Linked DNA regions of Mus musculus: all the other regions are linked to region 6. Evidence: chromatin contacts called from public ChIA-PET, HiChIP or PLAC-seq and Micro-C data. All regions are on one chromosome and are shown on one strand. Each heading gives the region's core, a stretch centred on a gene start, on an enhancer-like site or on the middle of the called end of the contact. The rest is flanking DNA. Distances are from core to core; before and after follow the strand shown.

What was found. Hi-C and Micro-C count contacts between places; a contact is called where the count stands out from the background. ChIA-PET counts read pairs in DNA pulled down with a chosen protein or histone mark. HiChIP or PLAC-seq counts read pairs in DNA pulled down with a chosen protein or histone mark.
Region 1: a contact with region 6 is called in an RNA polymerase II ChIA-PET map of memory CD8 T cells, with 58 read pairs. The contact joins the enhancer-like site here to the promoter of Foxo3 in region 6. A contact is called at or near these places in 2 of 484 Hi-C or Micro-C datasets (both in embryonic stem cells) and 8 of 115 datasets of contacts at active chromatin or transcription factors (acute myeloid leukemia, craniofacial prominence, embryonic stem cells and 4 more).
Region 2: a Micro-C map of embryonic stem cells shows a contact between it and region 6, with 4 times the contacts expected there. The contact joins the promoter of Ostm1 here to the promoter of Foxo3 in region 6. A contact is called at or near these places in 4 of 484 Hi-C or Micro-C datasets (B cells and embryonic stem cells), 5 of 115 datasets of contacts at active chromatin or transcription factors (acute myeloid leukemia, craniofacial prominence, extraembryonic endoderm stem cells and 2 more) and 2 of 9 other capture datasets (adipose tissue and liver).
Region 3: a contact with region 6 is called in an H3K4me3 HiChIP or PLAC-seq map of stem cell-derived neural progenitor cells, with 2.2 times the contacts expected there. The contact joins the enhancer-like site here to the promoter of Foxo3 in region 6. A contact is called at or near these places in 2 of 39 promoter capture datasets (both in embryonic stem cells) and 6 of 115 datasets of contacts at active chromatin or transcription factors (embryonic hindbrain, embryonic stem cells, epiblast stem cells and 2 more).
Region 4: an H3K27ac HiChIP or PLAC-seq map of stem cell-derived neural progenitor cells shows a contact between it and region 6, with 6 times the contacts expected there. The contact joins the enhancer-like site here to the promoter of Foxo3 in region 6. A contact is called at or near these places in 1 of 39 promoter capture datasets (second pharyngeal arch cranial neural crest), 2 of 484 Hi-C or Micro-C datasets (cortical neurons and myocytes), 21 of 115 datasets of contacts at active chromatin or transcription factors (the 230-238 cell line, the SCID.adh cell line, SST interneurons and 15 more) and 1 of 9 other capture datasets (embryonic stem cells).
Region 5: an H3K4me3 HiChIP or PLAC-seq map of embryonic forebrain shows a contact between it and region 6, with 3 times the contacts expected there. The contact joins the enhancer-like site here to the promoter of Foxo3 in region 6. A contact is called at or near these places in 2 of 39 promoter capture datasets (cranial neural crest and pre-B cells), 1 of 15 datasets of contacts at CTCF or cohesin (the NIH/3T3 cell line), 4 of 484 Hi-C or Micro-C datasets (all in embryonic stem cells) and 16 of 115 datasets of contacts at active chromatin or transcription factors (SST interneurons, bone marrow-derived macrophages, double positive thymocytes and 12 more).
Region 7: a contact with region 6 is called in an RNA polymerase II ChIA-PET map of memory CD8 T cells, with 18 read pairs. The contact joins the enhancer-like site here to the promoter of Foxo3 in region 6. A contact is called at or near these places in 5 of 39 promoter capture datasets (embryonic stem cells, frontonasal cranial neural crest, hippocampal neurons and 1 more), 1 of 484 Hi-C or Micro-C datasets (Sertoli cells) and 7 of 115 datasets of contacts at active chromatin or transcription factors (the SCID.adh cell line, bone marrow-derived macrophages, double positive thymocytes and 4 more).

The regions. Positions count from the first base shown.
Region 1 is chr10:42,697,313-42,700,476 of GRCm38.p6, forward strand. It overlaps Ostm1 (osteopetrosis associated transmembrane protein 1), which reads left to right. Exons shown (of 6, transcript NM_172416.3): 5 at 796-961. Among named protein-coding and RNA genes, the nearest start is that of Ostm1, 20 kb to the left of the region's middle. Within about 2 kb of position 1,914, at least 36 of the 459 cell types and tissues checked have an H3K27ac peak or open chromatin away from gene starts, as enhancers often do. A contact at or near this core is called in memory CD8 T cells, where this site is marked.
Region 2 is chr10:42,677,443-42,680,308 of GRCm38.p6, forward strand. Ostm1 (osteopetrosis associated transmembrane protein 1) reads left to right here and starts at 1,474. Exons shown (of 6, transcript NM_172416.3): 1 at 1,474-1,955. The coding sequence starts at 1,542.
Region 3 is chr10:42,612,427-42,615,681 of GRCm38.p6, forward strand. No RefSeq gene overlaps it. Among named protein-coding and RNA genes, the nearest start is that of Gm38491, 30 kb to the left of the region's middle. Within about 2 kb of position 1,770, at least 68 of the 459 cell types and tissues checked have an H3K27ac peak or open chromatin away from gene starts, as enhancers often do. A contact at or near this core is called in stem cell-derived neural progenitor cells, where this site is marked.
Region 4 is chr10:41,907,153-41,910,473 of GRCm38.p6, forward strand. Sesn1 (sestrin 1) reads left to right here. Exons shown (of 10, transcript NM_001162908.1): 10 at 120-1,284. The coding sequence ends at 206. It also overlaps a transcript of Armc2 not described here. Among named protein-coding and RNA genes, the nearest start is that of Gm33058, 50 kb to the right of the region's middle. Within about 2 kb of position 2,004, at least 38 of the 459 cell types and tissues checked have an H3K27ac peak or open chromatin away from gene starts, as enhancers often do. A contact at or near this core is called in cortical neurons, forebrain, neural progenitor cells and 3 more, where this site is marked.
Region 5 is chr10:42,632,225-42,635,155 of GRCm38.p6, forward strand. No RefSeq gene overlaps it. Among named protein-coding and RNA genes, the nearest start is that of Ostm1, 45 kb to the right of the region's middle. Within about 2 kb of position 1,282, at least 26 of the 459 cell types and tissues checked have an H3K27ac peak or open chromatin away from gene starts, as enhancers often do. A contact at or near this core is called in embryonic forebrain, where this site is marked.
Region 6 is chr10:42,275,127-42,278,305 of GRCm38.p6, forward strand. It overlaps Foxo3 (forkhead box O3), which reads right to left and starts at 1,569. Exons shown (of 4, transcript NM_001376967.1): 1 at 1,400-1,569; 2 at 1-419. The coding sequence starts at 307.
Region 7 is chr10:41,765,927-41,768,847 of GRCm38.p6, forward strand. All of the region lies in intron 2 of Cep57l1 (centrosomal protein 57-like 1), which reads right to left. All of the region lies in intron 1 of BC048559 (cDNA sequence BC048559), which reads left to right. Among named protein-coding and RNA genes, the nearest start is that of BC048559, 21 kb to the left of the region's middle. Within about 2 kb of position 1,650, at least 24 of the 459 cell types and tissues checked have an H3K27ac peak or open chromatin away from gene starts, as enhancers often do. A contact at or near this core is called in memory CD8 T cells, where this site is marked.

The sequences.
Region 1 (3,164 bases), core at 664-3,163, 420 kb after region 6:
CGTGGTAGTGCACGACTTTAATCCCAGCACTTGGAAGGCAGAAGCAGGTGGATTTCTGAGTCTACAAAGTGAGTTCCAGGATAGCCAGGGCTATACAGAGAAACCCTGTATCGAAAAAAAAAACAAAAACCAAAAACCAACCAACCAACCAACCAAAAAAACCCCCAAAAAACAAAACAACCTCCCCCCCCCCCCAAAAAAAAGAATGCTTCGTCTGCATTATCAAACCAGCTTAGAGGACACTGCTCTGGACCATCGAGTGGTGCTTAGGATAGGCAAAGGCACCGAGCATGGCTGCTCATAGGGCTTGGGGTTTTTACCTCTCAGCCCCATGACTGTACTTGTTTAACAGCTCTTAGTACTAAATCACCTTTAACCAGGAGACAGAGTCTTTACTCTGGTTTTATAACTACACATTCTCTGGGAGATAAAATTACTGACATTCTGGTATATCTCAGTGATAATTATGTATTTAGAATATACCTTATTTTGTGTGTGTGTGTTTTGTTTTGTTTTTTTTTTCTGAGTTCGAGGCCAGCCTGATCTACAGAGTGAGCTCCAAAATAGCCAGGGTTGCACAGAGAGTCTCCAAAATAAAATAATACCAAATATTATACAGTTACTAATTGTAAACCAGCTTTTTTTCTCCTAGCAGAAGAAATTGTTCTCAACTATCAGTAGATTTTTAACGCTGTTTTAAATGATGTTTGGATTGCAAAAATATACTAAGACATTAAAGAGAACTTTAATTAAACTTTAAGTAAAGAGACTATAATATGATATTTGTTTCTCTAGATGAACATTACTCGGAAGCTTTGGAGTCGAACCTTCAACTGTTCGGTCACCTGCAGCGACACGGTGTCCGTGGTTGCTGTGTCTGTGTTCATTCTCTTCCTGCCTGTCGTCTTCTACCTCAGTAGCTTCCTTCACTCAGAGCAAAAGAAACGCAAACTCATTCTACGTAAGTTCCCTTCTGTAGTCATCCATCCATTTAGCCGAGCACCTACGTAAAAGATTACGGGGTCAAAAAAGATTACGGGGTCAAGGGGCTGGGGGTACAGCGTCAAAGCTCTTACCTGTATGCACAAGGCCGTGGATTCAACCTTCATCATCATAATGTAGGGGAAAGGTACAGATCTATTTAAGAAAGATGTGGCTAGTGCCTTTACCTGCCGAGCCATCACCAGACTTTGTGCTCTTTCTTTATGGCACGCAGGCAGTAAGCCGGCGGCTTTGCTGCTGCTGACAGCTGAGGTCACTTAACTCTCTCATTTGTTTGTTCTACTTGATTCGTCTCCCTTGATTGGATCATAAAGATCATCAGAAGAAGAAGTTGTTTCCTTGTATACCGTCTGTCATATTGCCAGTACCTAGAAAGTGCCCGGGCATAGTGAGTGCTCGCAGACATTTGTTGTACAAAAGAATACTATAGTCTGTTTTAATGTTAGCATCAAAATACTATCCCTGTGAAATTCTTTATGGAAAAAAAATCTTGGATCAAATAATGTCAGGCAATATGGCTTTCAGGAGGCAGAAGCAGATGGATCCTTGAGTTAAAGCCAGCCTGGTCTACATGACGAGTTCTAAGCCAGCCATGGCTTCACAGGTCAAACCTGACTCAAAAACAAACAAATTAACACAGCAAAAGACCAAAGCAAATAAACAATAAAACCATACAGAGAGAAAGACAGACAGACAGACAGACACATACAATAACCCCAAATACTCGTGTGAGTGAAGAGTTCATGTGCCGATGCTCATGGCCGATTGCTCTCCCTCCCCCCACCTCCTGCCTTCCTCCCTGCATGAACTGATGACATGTGACTGCTCTGTGGCATGGTTATGTCTTTGAGAGTTGTGCAGAGCTTAAAACAAGGCAAGGAAATAGAGGCGCCTGAGCCCTGCTGCAGCTCCTCCTATGAGGCCAGCAGTTCTCAGATCTCAGCCTGTGCCACTCCCACCACGGGTGCCACTCCCACTGCAGGTGACACTGTGGGTTTTCAGTTCTAGAGCATGAGAAACATTTGCACTCAACTGTTCAACGCACGACCTCGCCAGGTGGCTATGGGCCATGATTCTATTTAAACCTAGTGGCTCAATGCCATGGCCATCATAATCATAGCTGAATATTACATATTTTGCTAATAGTGCTATATGTGATATATAACTCAACTTTAAAAGAACCATTCTTTTTAAAACTAGAGTCTTTTTTTCTTATTTATTTATTTATTTATTTATTTATTTTTGACTCATGGTTTCTCTGTGTAGCTCTGGCTATCCTGGAACTTGTGCAGTAGACCAGGCTGGCTTCAAACTCATAGAGATCCACTTCTGTCCGCTGGGATTAAAGGTTCCTGCCACTGCTGCCAACTCAGAATAATGTATTTCATTGTGACATTTACACACACACACACACACACACACACACACACACACAATATGTGTGTTTTGTTGTTCTTGCTTGGTGTTAGGTATTGAAGCTAGAACTTTATAAGTGTTAGCAATACCCTTTACCACTGAACTGGCGCCCAGCATGAATGTGTTGAGATAGGGTCTCGCCGTGTAGCACAGGCTAGCCTGGAATTTGCTATGTAGGCCAGGCTGGCTTCAAACTCACAATCCTCCATTCTTAATCTCCTAAGTTCCAGGATCACAGGCACACACCGCGTGCCCTACTTGAAAAAAAAATGCTTTTGTCTGAAAATAGAGGCAATGTTCTGTCCTTCGGTACGTATTCTTTCCTTTCCCTGATTGTATTAGCTATGGTGGTGTCTTGGTCCAGCTCTTAGGAGGAATTCTTCAGACTTCGTAATTAACAATGACTGGGGTAGAAGCTTTGTAAACACTCTTGTCTTTTAAGAGATGTTTAGAGCTTGATTTCTAGCTTGGACTTTCCTTGTTATTCTTTATGTACACGTTAACATTGCAGTGCTCAAGAAAGCGTGGATGCCTGTTTTATTAGGTACTGCTCTTAACAAAGTCATGGGTAGTAGCTTCTACTTAATTTAATTTTATGCTCTTCATTAAAAAAAAAACCTTAGGTTTTACGTCTAGGAAAATTGGATCAAGCCATGTTAAGCCAATCAATAGACAATATAGTGGTTTGCATGTAAGCACTGGGTAAGCCCTCGAGAGCAGGAATTTAAACTCAGCCCTGTGTCTCT
Region 2 (2,866 bases), core at 224-2,723, 400 kb after region 6:
CTGCCGCTGTGGATGCTAGCCCCCTGGAACCATGAACACAACACCTGCTGAACCATCTTGCTGGATGGCCCTACAATGGTTTTTTTCCTATCCTATTCTTTTTTTTCTTTCTTTCTCTTTTTAATTAATTAATTAATTATTTTACACTCCATATTTTATTACCCCCCCCAACTCTCCGACTGATCCACATCCCGTACCTCCTCCCCATACCTCTGTCTCTACATGGATGTCCCCACCCCTCACATCCTACTCTTGAGCACATTATATCCTGGCCTCTTGCTTTATTCCAGTGTCTACTGCAATGACTTATTAATAGGCTTTCTTTTGATTTGTTATTATGGTTCTCTCTCTCTCTCTCTCTCTCTCTCTCTCTCTCTCATGTCTCTGGGTTGACAGAATGCTTGCTTGCTTAGCACACACCAGGCCCTGGGTTTGGTCTCCAGCACCACAAACACCTGGCAATGGGGGTACATGGTGGCACTTTCAGCAGGGAGGCAGGAAGATCAGAATTTCAAGGCCATTCTCTGGTATAGCGCAAACATGTTTCTTAGTGTGTTAGAGAACTAGCCTGAGTTACATGAGGCTTGTCTCCAAGAAGAAAAATACCTATATGTATTAATATTATATAATGTATACATATTTATTATCATAACATATATTATACATTACATAATATACAATATAACATATTACAACATATCATAAAATGCTACGTGTCACATATTACATGTTATATATTAATATTACATATTATGTTACAATATGTTATGTAATATATGGTATAATAATCGTATAATATAGAATATATAATAATAACATAGTGGGGTATGCTCAAGTGTATGTATTAGGTAGGATTTCTATTGCGCTAAAACACTACACCCAGATCCGAGCCGTACACAGGTGTCACTAGTCAGATAGTTATATTTAAATTAAGTGACATTGGACAATTAGTTCTATCATCGTAGTAGCTACAATTCAAGGGTTCAGCTGCTACATGTGGGTAGTGGCTTCCCTATTAACTAAGACGTGGACTATATTCATCACCCCAGGAAGTTCTGTTCGGGGTAGATAGTTGAGAATTAAAATCAATCAATCAAGCCTTTTGAAGCCACAAGTTCCAAAACCAGAACTGCCAACGGATGTTATCCACTCTCCAGAGGAGATGAAGAAATTTTACTAATCCAGAGCCAATGAAAATGAACACCTGCCCAAACCATCAGTCTACTGGGTTTTTCTGGGAGCTCACTCGGCAGTCATCTCCCTGGAGTTCCAGCAACCAGAACAAACTCCACAGGCTCATGGAAGGCGGGGAACTGCAGGGTGCAGAGCGTGCAAGACGGAGGCCTGGGATGCACTGGGGTTGCAGCAGCTCTACAGACCTCCAAGCGGGGCGCGCTCACACCCGCGCGCCTCCGGAGGCAGGTGGGCGGGGCCGTGACGCACTCACCTCGTGACTCCACTCAGGGCCTGCGCCGGCCGAAGCCGGAAGCGGCTGCTGTCGGAAGCACCGGGCGAGCTATCTGTTACAGTCCGGCCCGGGGATGGCTCGGGACGCGGAGCTGGCGCGCAGTAGCGGGTGGCCGTGGCGGTGGCTGCCGGCGCTGCTGCTGCTGCAGCTGCTGCGGTGGAGGTGCGCCCTGTGCGCGCTCCCCTTCACCAGCAGTCGGCACCCAGGCTTTGCGGACCTGCTGTCGGAGCAGCAGCTGTTGGAGGTGCAGGACTTGACCCTGTCTTTGCTGCAGGGCGGAGGTCTAGGGCCGCTGTCACTGCTACCTCCGGACCTGCCGGATCTGGAGCCTGAGTGCCGGGAGCTGCTGATGGACTTCGCCAATAGCAGCGCCGAGCTGACCGCCTGTATGGTGCGCAGCGCTCGGCCCGTGCGCCTCTGCCAGACCTGCTACCCGCTCTTCCAACAGGTCGCAATCAAGATGGACAACATCAGCCGAAACATCGGGGTGGGTAGAGGAGCAGCCTCGGCACCTGGGGGGGGGGGGGGTTGGGAAAGTAAGGAAACGGCATTGGACGGTCTGTGGAGTTAGGGTATCAGAAACAAGCGGGTGACTTTAGGGGCTTATGGCTTGGAATGCTGTCCCCCTGGATGCTGTAAGCCGGCATCTTCTTGGGACAGGTTTGCTGGAACATTGCAGCGAACATACCCAGAGCCACCAGTTTCTATCAGTGTGACCTTTATTATTTTTCAAAGTATTGAGTTCGGTTCCATCCTGTTTATCAGCTTGTTCTCTGGCAAGTTAGTGACATTCTCTGCTTGTTTTCTCATCCGGAAAGTGGGGACAAAGAGAGGCCACACAAAGCGACATACAGTAATAGTTCGTGGTCGGTGAGTTGCCATTTTAGGATAGTCTGCCTTCTCTGTAACTCGAGAGCTTTCCTGGTCACTTGGAAGGTAATGTGAAGGACTTAATGAAGGCAAACCAAAAGAGGAAGACACAGTCTTTGCCTCTAAGAACTGTATAAATTAGGAAAGGATTACGGTGTCGGCCACCGTGAGAGTCACAGGGTTGCCTGGTAAAGGAAAAATAAGGAGGACACAGGGATTGGGGGTGGAAATGGTTCTTGCGTCCTGAGGGGCCAAGTAGTCTCATGAAAAATGTGGCTTCAGTTGCTTTAGAGGTCGTAATTGACTAAACTAAATAGAAATGTCAATAGGTGTATCTTGTTTTTAATCTAGCCTAATGTTACTAAGCAGATTTTTTTTTTTTTTGTAAATGGGGACATTCATTTGCATTAAGTAAAGTCCAGAGTCACTCTTTGTGGAAAGATTTGGCTTTCAAGGCAGTTTAAATAGGAGTGCATGCAGTATTTTTCAGATTCGCTCCTTTCTCTATGACTTTAATATGCAGCGTTG
Region 3 (3,255 bases), core at 520-3,019, 340 kb after region 6:
CCCTCCTTTCCTCCCTCCCTCCCTCCCTCCCTCCCTCCCTCCCTCCCTCCTTTCCTCCCTCCCTCCCTCCTTCCCTCCCTCTCTCCCTTCCTCCCTCCTCTCTCCCTCCCTCTCCCCCTCCTCTTTCCCTCCCTCCCTCCTCTTTCCCTCCCTCCCTCCTTTCTTCCCTCCCTCCCTCTCTCCCTCCTTCCCTCCCTCTCTCCCTCCCTCCCTCCCTCCTTCCCTCCCTCCCTCTCTCCCTTCCTTCCTCCCTCCTCTCTCCCTCCCTCCCTCCCTCCCTCCCTCCCTCCCTCCCTCCCTCCCTCCCTCTCTTAGAGTGTCAGATCCCTTGGAACTGGAGTAATGAATGGTTATGAGCTATCTGGTGGGTGCTGGGAACCAAACCTAGGTCCTCCAAACAAGAAGGCCAAGGGTTCTCAGTAATGAGACATCTCTCTAATCCCTCTCTTCCCATTTTTATAACACACAAAAAAATGGTCATGATGTGGTATTGAGGTTTTTCTGTGGTTTTTGTTTTTGACAGAAACTTTGGGGCATGTGCAGTAAAAATGATTCTTACCTTTCTCTGTCTCTCAGTCTCTATGGAGATCAAATCGGGGGGCTCTTGCACGTGTGCTGCTGACGCTCTATGACTGAGCTGTAACCCCACTTTCGCACCCCACTGCTCTGGTTACCGATTTTGACAGAGCAGTCTTCTCCTCTGACTCTGCGATATGGTTTGCCCTCCATTCACACGATTAAAAATATTTGGGGCAGAGGAGAGCGTGGCTCAGTGGTAGCGTGCTTGTCTTGAGTACAGAATTGGCTGTGCACATCGCCCAGCTCCGGAGAGAATGCCTGGAAGCCAGGCTTTCCAGTTCAGCCTACGGACTCAGACCTCACCTCAAAAAGAACAAAACCAAAAACCCTTCCAAGCTCAACCCCTGAAGATCAGAAAAAGCCCGACTGTCCTGCTCAGTTTTTGTGCCCCCCAGGCGAGTCAGAAGAAGCCTCAGCAAGGGTGGTATGCTTGGAGCATTTCCTAGGGAGGTGACTCGGAGGTACCCAAGCCCCTGCCTGGTCCGTCTTGCAGCCCCTCCACATAAAGGCTGGTAGCTGCTGCAGTAGCAATTTTCTCTCTAAACCCAAGTCTCTTTTGTTGGCTTGCAGAGGCTTACATTCCAAAAAAGGTAATTTGAAAGTACTGCTGAATTTAGATGCGTTTTTGCTAATTTGTTTTTATTATGCATAGAAATATTGGTATAAAAGGTGTTTCAATTATTTTCTGAGGGAGGGGCCTATGTATTCTCTGCAGCCACAAAGCTTTTAAATGGAGTTATTTTTCTCAGCCTATAATCGGTCTCCCTTTTAAGTACCCCACCAGCAAAAGTAAGTTTACTGCTCCCGGCACAATGGGCCTCTTCAGTTTTTAGGTTTGGGAGACCTGGGTGACCTACGAAAGTTAATTAGAAGGTTAACAAAGACGAAGACAGAGTCGAATCCATCGCCTCTCCTTCAGCCAAAGATGTCATCCATTAATTAGGGAAATCATTCAGGTGGCCTCTATAGAATCCATAGAAAATCTGTCGGTGGCGGCGCACAGTTTTGATCAGGTTTTCCTCTCCCCCAGAATGCTACCCTTAATGGTACGAAAAGCAGCGGGCCGGGGTGGGGCGAGGGCGCGGGAGGGGGCGGGAAGGATGGGTTTCAGGCGCGGGGCAGTTAACCAGCCGCCCAGCGCCCGCTTTGATTCTCAGGCTGCCCCGCATACTTGCAGCATGATGTAATAATCCTCATTGAACCCGGGCGAGCGAGCGGGAGGAGGGTGGCGCAGCGGCCGCCAGGGCCCGCAGCCTGCTCCCCGGAGCTGGGCGACTGCGGGAGGGGGGGAGGCCGAGGCGCCGTGGGGGGCCCCGGCCTTCGCATCCTCATGGGCCACTCCTCCCGGACTCCTCTCCCGTCCCCTAGGACCCAGGACTTCGAAGCAGTCGGTCACTCGAGGCAGGAACAACCCAAGCAGACATGACCCTCTTCCATCCGTTTTTTTCTCCACCCCTTTCTCACCACGTTCATCTCGAGTTTCTGATTTGGATAGTCCAGCCTGCACGGTTTCAGTTTGGGTAGTAGGGACATAGCATACCTTTTTTTTTTTTTTCTTAATGTAGATTTTTAAAATAATAAACCTTTTAAACCACTTAAAAGCTGATTTGTATTTGTGGGTCAACATATTTATATTCCCAAATAGTAACTTGTGTGCTTTCTGGAGAATTTGGGTTTGGTTTGATGTGATATCATCATCATCATCACCACCACCGACACCACCTTCATCACCACCATCATCCCATCGTAGTTCTTTTAGACAGAATTTAATCATGTTGCCCAGGCTTCAAGCTCACTATGTGGTCCAGGCTGATCTAGAACTTGTGGTACACCTCCCAAGTTCTGAGACGACTACAGCACACACCATGCCGGACTATTTACTTATTTTACTTCCAGGGATTGAGCGATATTCACTGAACTATGTACCCTCAGCCCCATAGGAGACCTTTGTAGCTGGTGCGAGCTCTGAGTTGAGCCGCACACAGTGCCTGTGTGGCTTCTCTGCCCCAATATTGCTTGTGAGGTCTGGCCGCTTGGCCATCCTGAAATCCTCCTGAGAAGAGCTTTGTCTCAGACGGAGAATGTGAGACACGGGAGTGGGGTAGGACTGGAGTGAGATACATTTTAAACGAACTCCCTGAGGATTCCAGTTCACACTTGTAACAGTAAGCCATGGTCGGGAACTGAGAAGGGTAATTTTATGCATCGTCCAGGATTCTGTGTGCGCTTGTGACCTTGTGACGTGCCTCTGGGTCTGGTTAGTGGTGGCCATTTGTCAACACAAGCTAGAGTCAAATGGGAAGAGGAACCTTCACGCAGAAAAACACCTCTGTCAGACTGGCCAATCGGCAAGTCTGTAGGGCATTTTCTCGGTTAGTGATTGGTGTGGGAGGTCCCAGGACGCTGTGAGCAGATAGTCCTGGGTTGATAAAGAATGAGCAAGCCACGGAGGAGCAAGTCGGTGAGCAGTGCTCCTCCGTGGTCTCTGCCCCCAGTAATGGACCACAACCTGGGAGGTGAACTAACCCTTTCTTTCCCAAGGTCAGGATAGTTATCATAGCAACAGGAGCCCTAACCATAGGAGGTCAACGATTACGTGGGTGGATTGAGCCTCCTGAAGGTGGGTGCCGCCCAGCCAGTTGAAGGATCAGCGGACCTTCCTAGGAATGGCTGACC
Region 4 (3,321 bases), core at 754-3,253, 370 kb before region 6:
CCATCAACTCATTAAGGGACAAGTAACTGCACTCATTTGGGACTTTGTTTTTAATTGAATGCACAGAAAACAGTGATGTTTCTAACCTGTCCTTATGTGTTGTTGTATTTTATACTCAGGTCCATGTTAATCTGCTTCTTATAGAAGCTAGGATGCAAGCAGAACTCCTGTATGCTCTGAGAGCCATTACCCGGTATATGACCTGATGCCTCTCCTCCATTAAAGATGACCCTGGAATGAACAGCACATTTAGTGTACAAGGGGATGGAACCAAGAGCCCCAGGACCAACAGTAGATAAAAAGCATTCAAAAATCCATGTGCCACAATTCCTTTAGTGTCTGCTATTTTACTGTGGGATCTCACTGCCTGTCTAGCAGTGAGCACTCGGCAGCTTTGGTGTTAGAGCTGGGAAGAAAGGCTGCCGGCCACAGTGTTTGCTTTTTGACAGACAGCACGAGATGCTGTGAACTTGTTTCAATACAGCAACTAGTAAATCTCCAGATCCCATTGCTCTGATGTGACAAGGTGACAAGACAGAGTGCGTAAAGACTGGGACGTGGCTACTAAGTTCACACATGCGGAATTGAGTGGCGCTCGGTGCTGCTGTGCGGGGATGAGCACATGGCTATTTGGCTGAGTGCTGCTACCACCTGAGCCCACGCCACACCTTGTGTGCTTTTGAATTGAACTCATGCGCATTATTTTCTTGCATCTAAAAAAGCATAGAATTTTTACTCACAGCTCAGTCAAGACCGTGTTGGCGGTAACAGTTCATTTCTTTCATTATAGTTTTTAAAATTCAGTTATTGGATGATATTGCAATGACATTCTTAAAAGATTTCCTCCAAAGAGCAATCTTAAAATGATAGTGTGTTAATTATAAGGAAAACAGGCTATCTTTTGATGTGCGTTTCCCAATATTCTCTGAGCCTGGAGGACAGCTGTCTTGTGCGGGATTTTTGGTTCCGGTGCCAACAATGTGGAAAATGTGGTTGCAGTCTGCTGCACAGGGAGTGCCAGGTGCATTCTGCCCCATGCCCTGCTGACCTCGGGACCCTGACTTTGAAGGTTATACAGCTCCTTAAAGAATAAAGCTGGAAAATATTTTAGTGAAGTTATCATATTTGTATCTTGATTTACAAAAATGCTAACTTTGAGATACAAACAGGTTTGGAAAAAAATGTATTAAGTACTTTGTATTCTGGAACCGTAAATTGATTTTGAAGTCTGTCAGTATTACTGGTATTTTTCAATAAAGAGTAATTTCCACAGTTTGCTTTATTAATTTCATGTTATACTTTAGCTTCACAGTTAGTAGCCAAATCTGAGTTTCAGTTCTGAACCACACTGGGGTCAGAGGAGTGGCAGATGATAAACAGCAGAGCTACTCTGAAACCTGCTGGTTTAAAAAGCAGTGCAGCAGGGTAGGAAACCAGGTGGCACCTTCTTCAAGGCTGTGAGAGTCCGTTGTGCATCACCACAGCTCAGTACTTGGATCCAGATATCCTGTCGAGGGGAAAAGGGGTTACCTTGGCTCATGATGCTGGGGGCTGGGGAGACTAAGCCATGTCTGGTCAGAGCCACAAGCTGCTCCCGCTCAGGACCAAGCAAGAGCCAGGCTCTTGTGATCATGAACCCATTCCTCTGTGAAAAGTAGTCGCCGATAACTGAGTGCTGTTCCCAGGACCAAGCACGTCCTCTGTCCCACAGCCCAGCTCTAGAACTTCTTTCTGGAGGACACCCTCAAATCACAGTAGACACAGTAGACCCCTTGTGGGAAACAAACAGTATCCTCAGATGCTCCTATGCGTTAGCGGTGCAGCGGTGCATGGTGCCTGCCCCTTGCACACTGACACCAGACATGCACTACAACCCCCGGCAAGACACTAAGTTAACAGCAATGCAGAGAGAAGTGTTTTGTGAGAAGCCTAATTAGGCACACAGGGCTCAGCAGAGCCCCTTCCCGGCACAGCACAGAATGAATGAAAACCACACAGATCATGCTCAGGACAGAAAGGAAAAAGTCCAGCTTCTGCTGCCAAGACTGGCTTTTGTCTCCCTTGACGGGACACTGGTGGTACTTGCTGGCATTGTTTAGATGATTCTGATGCTGCTGAAAACCAGTAAGAGCCAGTGCACTGGAAGAACACAAAGTATGGCGTCTGCAGGCAGATACTGGGGCAGCAAAGGGCGCAGAGGAGCAGCAGGAAAACTGCAAGGCAACTGGAAAAAAACAAATTTCATGAAAATCTTAGTAGCCATTGCCTGTAATCCAGACGTGGGGGTTGATGCAGACTTAGGATACCTAAGCAAGTCTGAGGCCAGCTTGGGGCACACACCTGAAAACATGAGACAGTACCTGGAAACCAGTGAAAGATTCCCACTTCATCAGACATGTGAAAACTGCTGAATGTGAAGAACAGGCCACTCCATGCCAGGCAGGAGCAAAAGAACGAGGGAAAATGAAGGACTGAAAGGGTATTCCAACACCGTGCGGCCAGCGCACATGTGAGAAGTCTTAGATGTGAGACAGGGAAGCTATTCAGAGACAAAAAATGCTTGTTTGCTTGGCTTGGTGGCACCAAGGACCTCAATCATACTAGACAGTCACTCTACACTGTGCTCCATTTCACAGCCCTCATTTGTCCTTCCACTCCAGACACTGGGCGGATAAAGGGTGGCAAGTGGTGGGATACCTTTGTCAAGCCTGGGCCAGATGATGTCTCTGATAAATTACAGACTTAGTGCAAGAGGTTTATTGAGCGAGAGCAAGGGCTGTCTTGGAGTGGGCACATGAGGAAAAGAGAGGCAGACAAACAGAGAAACAAGGTGAAGGAAAGAGAGATGGTGGGTCGGGGGAAGGTGAAGGGAAGAAGCAGCTGGGGTGGCTGGGGCCCTTTTGGGCACAGCATACCCGGTGGTGGCAGCTGCTGCTAGGTCCCTGAGAGCAGGCCAGTGGAAATGCCCGTTTGCTAACAAACACTCAAATTCTGAAGAAGGAAACAGATGCAGTAATTAAAGAAGCTCAGTGAACATCCGATAAAGCCACCGAGCCAGTAAGGAAGCCCGGACACTGTTGTATAGTCAAAGTATTGAGCATTCAAGACAGAAGCCTACAAGCAAGGGAAGAAAACTCAACCTGTAAGGGTGTAAGACTTGTAGCTTCCCAGCAGAAACTGTTCAGGACACCATACAGAGATGGTACATTAGGAGTACCAAAAGAAATCACCTGCTAATCAGGAAGGCAACTGTCAGGGGCTCCCAAAGGTGAAGGGAGTTATGACTTTTCCACATAAGCCAAAGCTATGGGGATTTATTAC
Region 5 (2,931 bases), core at 32-2,531, 360 kb after region 6:
GACACCTCGGCGCCCCGCTCCTCTGGGGAGCTCCCTAGCGCCCCGAGTCCCCCCCCACCCCGCCTCCGCGCCGCCCCACACTCTTCGCCTTTGTCTTGCAACCGGACCCCCGCCCCTCCGGCCGCTCCTGTGAACTGCCTGCCCCGTGCGAAGGCGGGGGTACTTTTCAATGCAGCGCCGCAGCTCCCTCCAGATTTGTAATCCGCCAAAAAGCCGCTGATTGCTGCAATCGTTACTTTTCATTAAAAAAACTTAGAAGCAATTTGGGAGAGCCCTTCTCAATGAATACATTTACCCCCGAACGGTCTTTATTCTCCGACTCCACTTGATGAGTTTCTCTGGCGAATCCGTTCTTACAGGCACAGAATGGGCAATCCCTTGATCCCCGTCAATTGTCATCCCGAGTCGGGGCCACTTTGACCGCCAATAGTGGGGAAGTCAGAGCTAATCCTCAGAAGGAATCACGGGAAAAGAAAAGCAACAATAACCAAGTCAAGCGTAAAAAATGAAAGAGAAATCTCTATTATCACTCAGTACATTTCCCAGCTATGTACTGAAAAAATCAGCTCGCTTGTCATTCGAGTCAGACACCCGCAGAAGAATATGGGGTCGTGGTGGGTTGGTAGACTCACACGACGTCAGGAGAGATGTTTGAGAGCGAAAGGCCTCTCCTCTGCTTCTGCCAAATCCCCCTCACATCCGCCATGACCATTAAATACAGACTGACTTTATTCTGTATGGGGAGGCCCAGGGGTGGCTGGCGAGGGAGCCCCCAACTGTGCACAGATACAAAAAAAAAAAAAGAAAAAAAAAAAAGAAAACCCTTGCAGAGCGGGGTGGGGGGAGTGTGGAAGCCAAGGATACACAACTCTCCCGCCCCTCCCGCTAGGGCCGGCTTGGCGACTGTCCCCCTCAAGGGCGCATGTGCTCTGTGCACGCGCTGCTGGTCCCCGGGTCCTGGCCGGTGTCAGGGCAGCTCAGGCCAGACCTGAGGGAGTAAGCCAACACGGCCATTTCCCACGCCGACACCTACAGTACTCAACACTGGCCTAGGCGCCCATTGCTGGGGCTGGGCTGGGGACAAAGTTCTCAAATGGCCGAGGTCAAGCGGGTTCCAGCCCAGGCGCGGCCAGAGCATCTCGGGAGGGATCGCTTTAACAGCTCCAAAGAGCTCCCAGATCAAGGTGCGAGGACCATGACCAGTATCACCTTGGGTAGCTGGCCTAGGAAGGAGGCGAAAAGCTCAAAGGGCCTGGGTCTGACCGCACCTTGTGGGTGCAGAGAAAAGTCTTTTGGTTTTTGGAGTGCCCAAACTTTACTTTCAGTTTCTCAGTAGGTGCAAGGAACCTCCTGCAGCCTAAAGGTTACTCTGCCTTTCCCAGAAGCTCCCGGGTGGAGGGCACTTCCTCTTCTCTTAGCTGGACCTGGAGGAGTCTGAGAGGTACGGCTGCAGCTGGAGTTGCCGCTCAGTGTTTGGGGTCACCCTAGTCAACCAAACCCGCCCTTGATGCCTGAAGCCTTATTCATCTGGGGAACCGCTCGGACCTGTCACTTCCCACACCCACCACATTACATGTGTTTAAGTTACATACATCACTCCCAAGCACAGCCTATTCATATCATATATTCAGAAAAACCTGTTCATGCGGTAACAAACTTCTAAACATACTACACAAGAGCTGGCCTCATCTGCACGAGTATACACACGCACGCGCGCGCGCGCGCACACACACACACACACACACACACACACACATACACGCTGAGCCTGTACACTACTGCAACACTAGCTGTGCATTATGGTCCCCAGGGTGTCCAGACTGAGTGTCTTTGGGCTTTGGCTGAGGGATCTAGACCTCCTCTGGGGTTCCCCACTGGGGCGAGTGCCTGGAACTTCTCTGAGGGCCTTCTGTGCTCAGTCTCTTCACCTGCTAGACTGGTAGAGTCGGGCCTGTTCAGGAGCTCCTCAGACCAGATCAGAGATCACACCAAGACCTATGTGGTAGGCCAGCTCACATAGGCACCAAATACTGGCCAAATGACCCTTTAAGGGAGGTGGACAGGATGCCCTCCAGTGGACGCAGGAATGAAGGTCTGAGATGCAGAGAGTAGAAGATAAACCCCCAAGGATCCCCATCCCTGCCGTGCTGAGTAAGGAGGAAGGTGGAGTGAGCCTGGCTGATACCTACAAAGGACATTCAATCCTACCCAGACTCTCACAAACGAACCTACACTTGGTCCGTGGTCTGGAAAGGGTGCTTGCGGAGAGGGCGACACTCTGCAGTCCTAATTAGTGATTTTTGTCCCCTTGTTACTGGGCTCAGCATCTCATGCAAATGAGCTTCTCATTTCAGCCACATTACCCCAGCTCCAGAATTAACTGACTCTTATCTTTAATGATATGCTGCTGAACTTCTCCCAGCCCGGCTAGCTTTTTATCTTGATTACTCTAATCAATAAGAAATGATAGAGTAGAATTATAAACTCTATTGGCTTTTAAATGTTGCCGACAAGCCCTCTAGATGCCATTCCTGTTCATTGTTATTTATTAAAATGATCCTTAGGATAAAGGCGGATGCAAATACAGAGTAGGACAAGGGGAAAGAGTCTGGGGACCAGTCCCAGCCAGTCCCTGACACCCCACCCCCCACCCTCCGCCCCAGCCCCAGGGAAGAGTCCATGCTGTTTGGGCTTGAAAGGATAAAAAAGATATTTTATTAAAGCTTTATAAAGAAAATTGCCCCTTTGAAGTATTCAGAGAAACAGAAAAACAAATTTAAAAGCACGAACCTCCCCCCCATCCCCACCCCCGCCCGGTCCCAAATGGTATTAGAGGTGAAAGCTTTGAGATACAGTCTCATTCTGGGAGGAGGTGGTATGCTGGTGGAAGCCCTACTCAAAGCTGTACACAGTGTCGGGGAGCGTGTATGT
Region 6 (3,179 bases), core at 319-2,818:
CTGGAGCCAGCAGCATGGCCGAATCCTCGAGGAGCAGCCCGGAACCCAGCGTGCTGCTCACGCCGCCACCGATCACCATGGCCGAGCTGGCTCGGCCGCCGCCGTCCTCGTCGTCTTCATCGTCGTCCTCCTCGGGGATCATGGAGTCTGCGGCCGTCTCCCCCGAGGGCTTGGCCGGGCTCGCCTGCAGCTCCGGCCTCTGCAGGGGCCACGTACAGGAGCGTGGCCGACTCTGTGGCTCGAACTCTGGGTCCAGCTCCACTTCGAGCGGAGAGAGCGGGACCGGGGAGGCTGGTGCCTCTGCCATCTTCGCCGCCTGCCCGCCGCCCGCGGCTTGGGCTCTTGCTCTCTCCTCTCGAGCCCAGGCTGGGTGCGGCGGGGGAGGAACGGGGCACCGCGAAGGTTCGAGCTCCAGCTACCTAGGGAAGCGCGAAGAGAGAGTTGGTTATCCTGTGTTGGAGCCTAGTCCGCGGAGACTCCTCGCCCGCGGCCGCCACCTAGAACGGATAGACCTGGGGACGTGCGTCCCGCGAACCTGGCGCAGCAGACGCCGCCCCCTGGCCTGGCCGCCCGGGAGACGCGAGCGAATCGACGGCCCCGCGCGGGGCAGCCCCCTCCCCCGCTGCCGTCGCCAGAACCGCAGGTCTCTCCCGGACTAGATGGCGGGGCGGAGGGGGGAGGGGCGTCCCGGGGGAGGGGTGGCCGCGCCATTAAGTGTGGGCGGCCTCCGGACCCCAACAGCTCCGCAGTGGTCGGAGGGCGAGCGTGCGTGCGTGCGTTTGTTTATGTTTGGCTCTGGCTCGCTCAAGTGCCTCCCGCGGAGGCGCAGGGCAAGTCAGCAGAGTCCTGGGCTCTTCTCCCGCTCCCCAGCCCTGCGATCCCCCCCACCCCTCCCAGGCGAGAGGCCCCCTAGGGCTGGCGCGGGCAACTCCCGTCTTTTCCTCTCCGCCCGCGGACCAGCAGGGAGAGCGTGGGGGTCTGGGTGCAGACCTGCCAAGATCACTTCCAACAAGAGAGAGAGAGAGAGAGGGCCGACCCCGCAGGACTAAGAAGATCTGAGATGTATTTTCTTGGGGACGTGGGGCCCTCCGCCCCCTTCCAGGTCAGAAACGGGAAGGAGGAAGCAAGTGGGAACATAAATCTTCCAACAGGTCGGGAAGCGCCAAATCTCTCGGACTGCATGAAAACCCGGACCAGCACCGTTCATCACCTCCTTGCTCCCGCTGCTGCCATCTTGACAGTTCCCCCTTCCCTCAAGTCCTTTAAAGACACTAGCGGGAGAGAAGGGGGGGAGCACACCGAGTCACGGGGAGGGAAAGGGAAGCGCCTGGCCCAGCTCGGAAACAGATCCGGAGTCACTGGAAAGGCGGCCGCCCCGTTGCAAAGCTCCGGCGCCTACCTCGGCTCCTTCCCTTCAGGAACGAGGCGGGAGGGCGTACGATTCCGCGCGAGCCCAGGGCACCGCGACGAGGGGACTCTCGGGCCGCCGCCGCAGCCCGCCGGAGGAACCGCCTGTCAGCCTGTGCTGCGCCGCCGCCTTCCACATTCCTCCTCCTCCCTTCCACGAGCAGGGCGGCCGCGGCAGCAGCACAAAGTTATAGCCACTCACAGGGAGCCTCAACCTAGGATGACGGCGGGGCGGGTCCCCGCCCAGGGGGAGGGCTGGGGCGGGGGCCGGGAGGGCTGCTGTGCGTGCGTGTGGGAGTGCGCGTGTGTGCGCCCTCGCGCCTGCGCGGGGCTGCGGGAATGGGGGCGGGCGCGCGCGGGTCGGGACTCGGCCGGCTCCGCAGCCCTCCCGGTTGGGGTCCCGCGCTCTCCTGGGGACCTCAGCGGCCACGCTGGCCCGGGACGGGAGGCCAGGTCAGACAACACACCACTGCGCGCCGCCCCGCGCTCTCAGCCTTGGGCCCTGCGTTTGGCTCGTGGGCCCGTGGCCTGCCCGTGGGTGCGTGGGGTCGGAGCCCGCCCCAGTATCGGGTTCCTTATTAGAACCTGACACCAGGGAACACCCGGGTTAAGCCGGCAGCCGCAGGTGACAAGGGTTACCTGGGCGTGGAAACACTGGCCGGCGAAGATCGCGCCGAAAGGTGTGTCACTGGACCCTCACCTGGGACACCCGGCGACAGTCGTGCTTCGCTTTTCACGGATTTTAAGGCTAAGTGGGAAAAGTGCAACTCAGGAAGAAAAGTGCAGTGCGCCCCAGTCCTGAACGCAGGAGCAGAAGATAGCTAACTGGAAGCGGGCAACAGTTTTCTTATGCTAAAGCAGCTGATTACGTGCTTGACTTTTCTAAGTCTATAGACTTCAGATCGCACCTTCACAATCCCTTATCCCACGATCCGTGCCTCCCGGCCGTACTGTGTGCTTTTCTGCGCCACACGCGACATGCATACCAAAAGTCTACCATGCATTCTGGTTCATACGTATCTTTCCAAACAAAACCCTCTCGGTCTCTGCAGCTAAAGTCTGGGCTCCGCAACAACCCAATACCCCAAAAGAGCCAGCCTAAAAGAGCCTGCAGAGGCCGCCCACCCCGGAACTCCGGCCTCCAGGCTTTACGCGTGATCCGTCACTCAAGTGACGTGAGGCCCCCGCCCCTGCACCAAGCTAGTTCGACGCGTACAAACAGATGATGTCATTGTCTCTACACGCGCGTGACCCCGGAGCCCTGCGCCGCATCGCCATTCGCTGCGCGGCTTCCTCGTCAAGCCACGCCGAGCGCTGACTGGCCGCCGCCGCCAGTCTCTGGGCTCCAGACGCCTCTCGCTCCTCTTCGCCCCCGCCCCCAGCAAATAATAAACAATCGAGTAAAATTGCAAGGACAGAGGGGAGGGAGAGCGAAGGCGCGCTGAGTGGCAGCCTTCGCCGCGCAGACAGCGGGAGGACTAGAGGAGGACTGTGCAGGGAGGAGGGAAAGGAGGTAGGGAGCGGATCTGAGCCGCACGCTCTATCAGGGCGAGAAACTTTGAGAACCTCGGCGAGGCCAGCTTGCTAGCACGGCGGGCTCTAGGACCCCAGGGCCCTGGCGAGACGGGAGGGGCGGAGCCTGGTTGCGCAAAGCCCGTGGGCGGAGCCCGGCGGCACGTGCGGGAGGAGGGGGCGCGTTGCACGGGCTCGCCCGGGACGCGCAGCCCCGGCGGCTGGCGCGCTTGTTTACCAGCACACGTGTGTGTTATTTT
Region 7 (2,921 bases), core at 400-2,899, 510 kb before region 6:
TAATTGGGTCGTAATGAAAAGCTCACTAAACAGAATGGATTAAAAGGCATTGAGTAGCCCTTGGGAGGAAGAGGCAGGCGGATTTCTGAGTTCGACGCCAGCCTGGTCTACAGAGTGAGCTCCAGGACAGCCAGGGCTACACAGAGAAACCCTGTCTTGAAAAAACAAAAAACAAAAACACACACACACACAAAAAACCCCAAACAAATAAAAGGCATTGAGTTATTGCAAGATAATCCTACGAAAGGTCACTTAAACAGCTGGGGAGGTAGCTCAGTGGCAGCCTTGAGGTCACATCAATATAAGGTAAGTGTAAGTTGCCCACCTCACTCCCATTGGAAAGATTGTAGCTAGACAATGGTGTCTGGATAGCAGCTGGCTTATCAGAATATTATTCCCCTTGGTACTGAGAGTTTTAAGGCTCTCCTTCCAATTCTTACAGCCAGCCCTCAGAGCTTTAACTACCCCAGCATTTGACTCATCTATCTGAGGTAAGCAAGTGTTCTAGAGGGCTGAAGTCTGCTGAGAGATCCTGACAGGGAGATCTGTAGAGTCAGCAGTAAGCCTGCACTTCTTTTCAAGCAGCCGTGTTGACACAGCTGTTAAAGTCTTAGTATGAGCAGTGGAATACGTTGTTGCCTCGAACAGGGGTGAGAACAAAACCCGATTTTCTTGTTTAGCTGAGATGGAAGCTTAACTTCATCAAGATACATTTTCCTTAAAATGTGTTTACAAAAACATGATTCCAGTTCTGCATTATTTTTCAATGCACCTCCTTTATTTCGCTGGCCAGGCCAAATCCTGAGGGCTGAGGGCCCACTGATGTCTACCTAGCAGCCAAATCACAAAGCCTAAGAAAAGACCCCAAAGCTGGGTGTGGTGACACACATCAGTTCCTCAGTGCTGGAGAGACTCAAGATGGAGAATCAAAGGTTTGAGACCAGCATTACTACATAGATAAGTTCCAGGCCAGCATGAGATACACAGAGATCCATCTCTAAAAGAACAAACAAACTCACAAACAACTTAGCTTGTAAGAGCTGAGACACAGTCTCAAACAACAACAACAACAACAACACCTATCACCCACCCTATGAGTTGGGTAAGGTATAGTGCACACACCTCAGAACTTGGGAGGCAGAGACAGGCCTACAGAGACAGAGACTCTATAGGTTCAAGGTTAGCTTGGTCTGCAGAGTGAGTTCCAGCCCAGCTAAGATAGAAAAGAAGGGAAACAAGCCACCCCATGAAACCCTGTTTAGAGGTGGCTAAGCATTACAGGTTAGTTCTTCTCCCAGGAAGCTCTCATTCCACACAGAGACTATTTGTAGCCACATCAGAACAATTCATCTCATAAAAATGACTTTTGCAGAGGATTGTGAGGCATACCTTTAATCTCAGAACACGGGCAGATGCAGGGGCAGAGGCAGACACAGGGGCAGAGGCAGATGCAGAGGCAGAGGCAGACGCAGGGGCAGAGGTAAAGGCAAAGGCAGGTGAATCTTTGAGTTCCAGGACAGCCAGGGGAAACCGATGTCAGTGTAAATGTTAGAAATCAGCGTCACTTTCAGTTTCTATTCTACCTTAGTTCCAGTTATGTCTATCACATGATAAACTTCGAGGAGCTGGAAGCGGGAAGCCCAAGGTTGGTGGTGGGAATAGATACAGTAAGTATTTGAGTAACTTGGGCCCAGACAACCTGGTGCTTCCTATGAGGCAAGATGGATCCCCAAGGCTGTTGATTGGGGATTTTAGCTGCTTTTATCCCAGAGATACCAAATGTTCCAGTATAGCTCAGACTAGCCATGGCTAAACTAAACCAGGGCCTCTTTTATTATGATCAACTTTTATCCTGCAGTGAAGGTTCCTCCTGGGCATAATGGCACAGGCTTCCTTCTGTCTTAGTACTTGAAATGCTGAAGCAAGATGAGGCCCATTGAGCAGAGACAGTGAGTTCAAGACCAGCCTGGGCCCATCCATCTCAATACGAAGCATAGTAAAACACCACCCAGGCCTGCCACCACACACGGAAACTTGTTATCCGGTTACAAACAACAGCTAATACAACACAAAGAAAGGCTGCAAAACAGCAAAGCTTAGAGAGAGGAATCTGTCATGGTAAGTTCAAATATAAACAATTTTTTTTGTATATGAACACTGCTACAATTCTCAATGAAATTACACGTTCGCCTGTAATACTGCACTGTGCTAGTTCAGACACTAGAATGACTGTGTCCAGAAAGAGATTTGACAGAGGATAAACTGTGAATACACACACACACACACACACACACACACACACACACACACACACACACATATATGTAAAGTTTGCCAATTTGATATTATCCTGGTCTACATAGTAAGTTCCAGGACAGCCAACCACTACGTCTCAAATAAAAACAAATAAACAAACAAATTAACATTTTCATATTAGCTCAGTCTTATCATTTAAGCCAAAGTTGAGATTGAAATACATGTTATTATAAGTTGCTCTTTTTACTTTTTTTTTTGAAACAGGGGTTTCTCTGTGCAGCCTTGGCTGTCCTGGAACTCATTCTGTAGACTAGGCTGGCCTCAAATTCAGAAATCCGCCTGCCTCTGCCTCCTAAGTGCTGGGATTACAGACGTGCGCCACTGCGCCCTGCTGCTCTTTTTACTTAATGTAACATAATAGATGTTTAAGTATATTATTTGATTAAAGTACAATTTTTCAATAAACATAAATATTGATGTAAGTTTTCTTATTAAGATACAGTTAACCAATTGTAATGTTAGGGATATGGCATTTTTTATGCTTTTATAATACGGTTAAAACTGTTACTGCCTACAACTGTTTCAAATAAAGCCTTTCTGGAGCCTTTTAGGACTCCAGGCTTTAACTGTTACCATATCCTACAACTAGTTCTCTCACCAAAAAT